Regions from separate parts of the Cydia pomonella genome. Here region 2 is linked to region 1. A link is a contact called in public Hi-C data. All regions are on one chromosome and are shown on one strand. Each heading gives the region's core, a stretch centred on a gene start, on an enhancer-like site or on the middle of the called end of the contact. The rest is flanking DNA. Distances are from core to core; before and after follow the strand shown. Region 1 holds the start of LOC133517979 (zinc finger CCCH domain-containing protein 13-like). Region 2 holds the start of LOC133518039 (rho-associated protein kinase 2).

Region 1 (3,018 bases), core at 375-2,874:
GTTCACTATTTGTGCCAGTTTGACAGCAGCTTCATCCAGTTTATTAATTGAAATTAGGTAGTCAATATACTCTTCGGTATCTTCAGGGCTTAACTTTAAATAACGTCTAAACACTCTTACAGCAGTTTCAGGAATGTTGTGTTTTTTTAGGAAAGTCAAGTACAGAGGCCATATCCTGTGGTGTTGTGTAATTGGCAATGCCCGTAAAGCACTGTCAAATGCTTTTCGTGTCACTGTTATCCTGCATTGATCAGTTAAAAAAGTACAGTAATCCATCCAAATCCTTGGCATTTTGTGCATGAAGACTAATGATCTTTCAAAGCAATTGTTCACATGATCATAGCAGGGGTCTGTTATACAGCGTCCTCTTATTTGTGCTCTTCTGAGTTTTAGGTAATTGTACCACAGTTTGAAGGACCCAGGCAGCTCCTTCAGAGCTCTTTCATAAATCATATTAATCTCATGTTTGGGTGCACCTTTTTTATGCTCTATATATCTAAGCCAATGTTTCACTGAAAATGGGTTTCTTAATATTTCCTCTTCATATGGTAAATCTTCTTCACTCTGAAAGGTCAAATTCTATTTTTAATTGCTTAAGGTGTAAGTAAGTTAAAATTACTTAAGTACTTTAATTTTAAAAATGTTCATGGCTCAATAACTTCAAAAGTATTCATATGTATGTACACTTCACTACACTATCAGTTCATCACAAGTCTGATTGCACTATGTGAAGTAACCATAGTGGTAGTCATTAAATTTTAACATTTTACTTAGCTAATAATAATAACTGTATCATAAAATGAAGTGGTAACATTGCCACAGTATTTGTTGTGTATTGTGAAATTTCAGTTATTTACTTTAGAAAAAGAAACTTAACTTCAGAAGAATATTGGTGTTCAACTAACCACAAAAACAATTAGCCTATCAAATCTGGAGCCAAAACATCCGTAGTGCAAAGATAAATTCAACAAGTAATCAATCTCTCTTAGAATAAAAAAAAACGATGGGATTACAGCTGATGTAATGATGGAATTATAGCTGTTGATGATATAGATTAAGAAACTACTTCCACAACTAGGTAGCTCTATCTAGATTCTAGACCTTTAGTACTAATAGCCAATATAATATAGCCATGGACCAATAACCCTAGAGGTTACAACCCAACTTGAACAAAACTTATTAAACGTATATGAAAACTATATATCATGTAGAATACTTACAAAAAATATTTCAATCTCTTTACCGTCAAGTAAAGGCATTTTGCTAGAATGTGGCCTGAAATGTATCTGAAATATTTAAGTTACACAAGCCGACAAATAACTCGGAACATCACTTTGTGTGTATGACAATGACAGTTATCTTTTTTTTTAGGACAACACACGCATTCAGTTTCATGTCAATGTACGCGGAAACCGTTTCATTGCAAAATTTTAAAAGTTGTAATACATATATAAAATATTCCACTTTTAAACAATGGAATTGCAGTTCGAGTTTTGTGTGAATAATATGTTAATCCAAATAACGTAACTATTTTAGAGCGTATCGATCATGCAACAATATTTGTCCCTAAAGTGCGTGTAAAGGACCGTTATATTCATTTGTTTGAGATATTATTGGAACCGCTATAATTCAACACCTAGAATGATTCCTTAGTCTATGGTCATCAAATTAAAAATATATCCAAATCAACAATGGCGAATGGCGATTGTCGGACGCCGGGGAATATCTTTTATTTTAATTCCGTTTCCAAGTGAGACCAATGTTTTTCCTTTATAATGTCAAAACAAGGCAAAAGAAAAATTACTGTCGAAATTCCAAAAACGAAAGACCTAGCCAACAGACCTAGTGTTTTCGAGCGTCTCGGAACCAAGAAAACTAGTGCAAAAAAAACAAGTGAACATTGTAGACAGTGGGCACAACACGGAAGTTGCGCTTACGGTAAAAGTTGCAAATTTGCTGCCACACACACATTGATTAGCCCTTCAAAGCAGCGGGCGGCTAATAAAGACAGTGAACAAAAACGATTAGTGAAAGATGATGCTAAAAGTAGGCTTCATTCGGCAGTAGTCGTCCGGTCGGGCCGCAGTCCCGATGGTGAAATTGACAACTGGGATCAAAATGACCTAGAATGTGTGGACACAGACGAGCTGGAGAAACGAAGGCTCCAGCTTCAGCGTGAACTCGAATTGCAGTTAAAGATGGAATCTGGAAAAGATATGCGGAAAGAAAAAAAGAAGCCCGTATCGAGCTCCTCGTCTTCGAGGAGCTCCAGCTCTTCAAGCGTTTCTTCTTCGTCATCTGATGGCAGCTCATCTTCCTCTTCCTCTGGACGGTGAGAATATAGAATATTAATATCAGAAGAAGAACTTTTGCCGTCAAACTAGTTCTGGGGGCCTACCGCGAAAACCGAAATTCGCAAATTGCAGGGATCTTTCTCTTTTACTCTCACTAAGACGTAATTAGAGTGACAGAGAAAAATGCCCGCAATTGACGAATTACGATTTTCCCGGTAGCCGCCCTGTACTTAAACGCAATATTTGGCGAACAAAGTTCTTATTTATATGTATGTATACTCTACTTTTGACCCGATCCGTGTTAAACATTCAATCCTCTAAAAATATAGGTAAATGATACTTATTAGCTTATTACCATAGCTTAAACTAGTCAGAATGTACTGAAAATTAAACTTTCAAATGATATACAATGTATTTGGGTAATTTAAAATTCTTCAAAATGTCAGGTAATTCCTTTCCATTTCCAAGTCACCTATAATTGCATCAATATTAGATTGAGAGTCCATTTTCAGAAGGACCACACAATTTGAATTATTCCGAACTAAAATACACCTTATTACAAGCAAAAAAGAATATATTGTTTGGTTGAAATGGCACTAATAATCTATACACTTTTTCAGAATGTTAAAATTAAAACTAGTGTTAGTTTACTTCCAGAAAAATCCATACTAATTAAATAAACATAAGCGATTTTTAACTACAGTCAACTTCCCAGGGATACATA
Region 2 (3,018 bases), core at 190-2,689, 940 kb after region 1:
ATAAATTTTAAAAAACTACTTATTTTGTTCAATATAATCTGTTAAGATTTTAGAGATTCTATGTAAAGAAACACTAGGAAAAAACTAATGATTCCTTTAATGTTATTTGCAAAAGGAAGGCCTAAAATTATCCAGATACCAAATCTAGGCACAGTATAACCACAACTCAACTCTGAGCACAGTACTTGACACAAAGGAATAGTCCTATGTTCCTGACTTCAGCTTGTTCATTTGAAGTATCATTGGAATGATAACAACTTGACATTTACTGCATACCTCATAGAATACAAAACAGAATCAAATTTCGCGAGATATGAAGAAGGGATAACAATTAGGCTACTTCCCACGGCGTGGCACGACGCGAGAGCGACTATAACAGACAGATGACACTCGCACAGCTGACTGCCGGACCCCCCGCCCTCCCCGCTCGTCGCCCCCGCCCCGCATCCGCCCGACCCTGCGCGGTGCACCCTGTGGCCTACCTGCGCCCTTGTGCCGGGATTGCACTTGCACATGGTAATTTGTCTCGCGAATACTACGCACTCGATGGCCTGTTCGGAAACGGGACATCAAATTCTTTCCGCATACCTTATGCACGACATTGTCAGTCAAATCACAAGAAATCTTGCTATAATATAGTCAATATTATTCTCAGTCAAGCGATCACACTAAAATTAGTCGAAGTCAGCAGTTATTGACCCCATAACGACCTGAACCACACGTGATTGAATTAGAGTACAAAGAAAAAATATTTTCAAGTGTTAGGTAAAATAGTATAGGGTTATCCCGAGATCACTTCCCCTTTCACAGAATATTCAATGACATCAACATATCAGACCACTAAGAAGTAGGTAATATTATTACAAAATAACAAGAAAACTTAAAATAAAATGGGACAGATTCGAGCCATTCAAACTGAACAGGTGATGGTTTTAAAGGCAGGATCTGAGAATATCCGTATATATTATAATCATAAAATTGATTGAAACAACAATTACCTGAGATAATGTGTTATATTTGTCACAATTATTTTTACACCAGCAGCGAAGTAACAAATTTCATTGCAAAAAGTCAAGGTAGCATAAAAGTGAGCTGGTAATTAGATGTCCTTGCACAATAACAACTAGTTCAACTCACATAAAAACACCATCTAATAAACAGTACTTAATAAATTCTTCGATTATAAAATAAATGCAAAATTAAAAACTTATGCACATCCTGCCTAGCACCGCCATGTTCCATTCAAGACAAGTGAACGAATGAAAATGAATTTTGGATTTAATGAATGAAGGATCCTGCATGTCTATGATAAAAGAATGAATGGATTTTTGTCTATGCGTTTTTCTAATGAGCTCTACTGGAGTCCTATCGCAAAAATCGAAGTTCGTCAATTGCGGGCATTTTTCTCTGTCACGCTGATTACGTCTTAGTAAGAGTAAAAGAGAAAGATCCCCGCAATTTTCGAATTTCGATTTTCCCCGTAGGCCCCCAGACGTCCATAAATGCTTTCGTTTTGGAGACATTAGCAATTTCTCAGGTGCAACAAATTCAATCGATGTATTAAATGCCGCAATGTATCAAAAATCGCATGTGATATAAGTTGGATATAAGTGTGCTTTGTAGACTCCTTCAACTTGAAATAATACATTCACTTCCTCGGCAAAAGCATGCAAATAAGATTGAAATATAATTATATTGTACATATTTCATATTTTGGGCAGAAAATGTAAATAATATTTAACACTATAGTAAATTGTCCGATCGTTTAATAACTGCGTTATACAACACGAATGTAGTCATTTTATAATCTGTGGCCCCTCTGAGTCGCCATTGCGAACTTCTTACCTGCAGCTAACTTCATAATATTGTTCGATCATCGGTCAAGCGGTTGAATATTTCGTAATTAGACAATATTTTTAAAGCTGTGCCAATAATTACTACTATTTAGTGTTCGTTTATCAATAATATTTAGTAGAAAGGCGTTTATTCGATAGGATATATTTGCGAACGTGCATATGCTTTGTTGTGAGAACCACCTTTATCTGCTGTCATTTTGAGCTATGCAACACAATTTTTTCGACTTTTCGATAATGAAATATAACTTAGCGGTGGAATAGTGCATCTCGGATAAAACAAACGGGCAGTGGATTCCAAAGGTCGTGTACTCGTCGAGGGTTCGCGATGTGGCATCAGTGGGTGGTGTGATCTGGAGAATGTGCGGTGGCGTTTAGTGCGTGAAGACGTGAGAAAGGGTGTCAGTATGGAGGTAGTGGTGAAGGACGAGGAGCGCTTGCGGCGGCTCCGCGCGCTGGAGGAGCGGCTGTGCGACCCGCGGTCGCCGGGCAACGTGGACTCGTTGCTGGACACGGTCGCGGCGCTGGTCTCCGACTGCGATCACCCGGCCATACGCCGCATGAAGAACGTCGAGGCCTACACTAGCAGATGTAAGACACAACTTTATTTCATATAAAACCTTATTAGTATAATTTGTAACAGTTTTGTGCAAATGTATTGTTAAAGTTAGAGTTGTTAACAATGACATATCATGTACATTACATTAGTTGAGAAGTTTCTTCAACAGACAACGTAATTTCATATCAAATCATATATTATTGAGTTATAATTTATCTTTAATAAATATTCTGGAAGAAACCCCATTTCAGGGATAAGTCTTCCCTTGAAGCCTCTTTAAATAAAGTTAAGGTTTGCTAGTATAGTATAATATTGCAATTATAGTGCTCATCACTGCAGAATATTATTCTTTTGAACTAAAATATTTTGTTATCTTTTGCCAATCATGTTGATTACATTGTCATTAAACAAACTTTTATTTATACAAAACAATTGTATACTACATAGTTTTAATCATAATTGTACATACTTATAGTATGGAATTGTCATTTCATAGTGTATTAATTTAAAACTGTAATTCTGTGTAAATATTAAATAAATGAAATGAATTGAAATTGAACTGAGCGTCCATACTCCATGTATGCTTATTTTATCAGTAATAATGAT

Evidence for each region. Hi-C and Micro-C count contacts between places; a contact is called where the count stands out from the background.
Region 2: a Hi-C map of whole body shows a contact between it and region 1, with 7 times the contacts expected there. The contact joins the promoter of LOC133518039 here to the promoter of LOC133517979 in region 1. A contact is called at or near these places in 2 of 2 Hi-C or Micro-C datasets (both in whole body).

What each region holds. Positions count from the first base shown.
Region 1 is chr5:19,004,889-19,007,906 of ilCydPomo1, forward strand. LOC133517979 (zinc finger CCCH domain-containing protein 13-like) reads left to right here and starts at 1,625. Exons shown (of 9, transcript XM_061851504.1): 1 at 1,625-2,332. The coding sequence starts at 1,776. It overlaps LOC133517980 (pre-mRNA-splicing factor syf1 homolog), which reads right to left and starts at 1,392. Exons shown (of 2, transcript XM_061851505.1): 1 at 1,221-1,392; 2 at 1-564. The coding sequence starts at 1,259.
Region 2 is chr5:19,943,072-19,946,089 of ilCydPomo1, forward strand. LOC133518039 (rho-associated protein kinase 2) reads left to right here and starts at 1,440. Exons shown (of 13, transcript XM_061851599.1): 1 at 1,440-2,444. The coding sequence starts at 2,261. It overlaps LOC133518037 (TATA box-binding protein-like 1), which reads right to left and starts at 1,269. Exons shown (of 4, transcript XM_061851595.1): 1 at 999-1,269.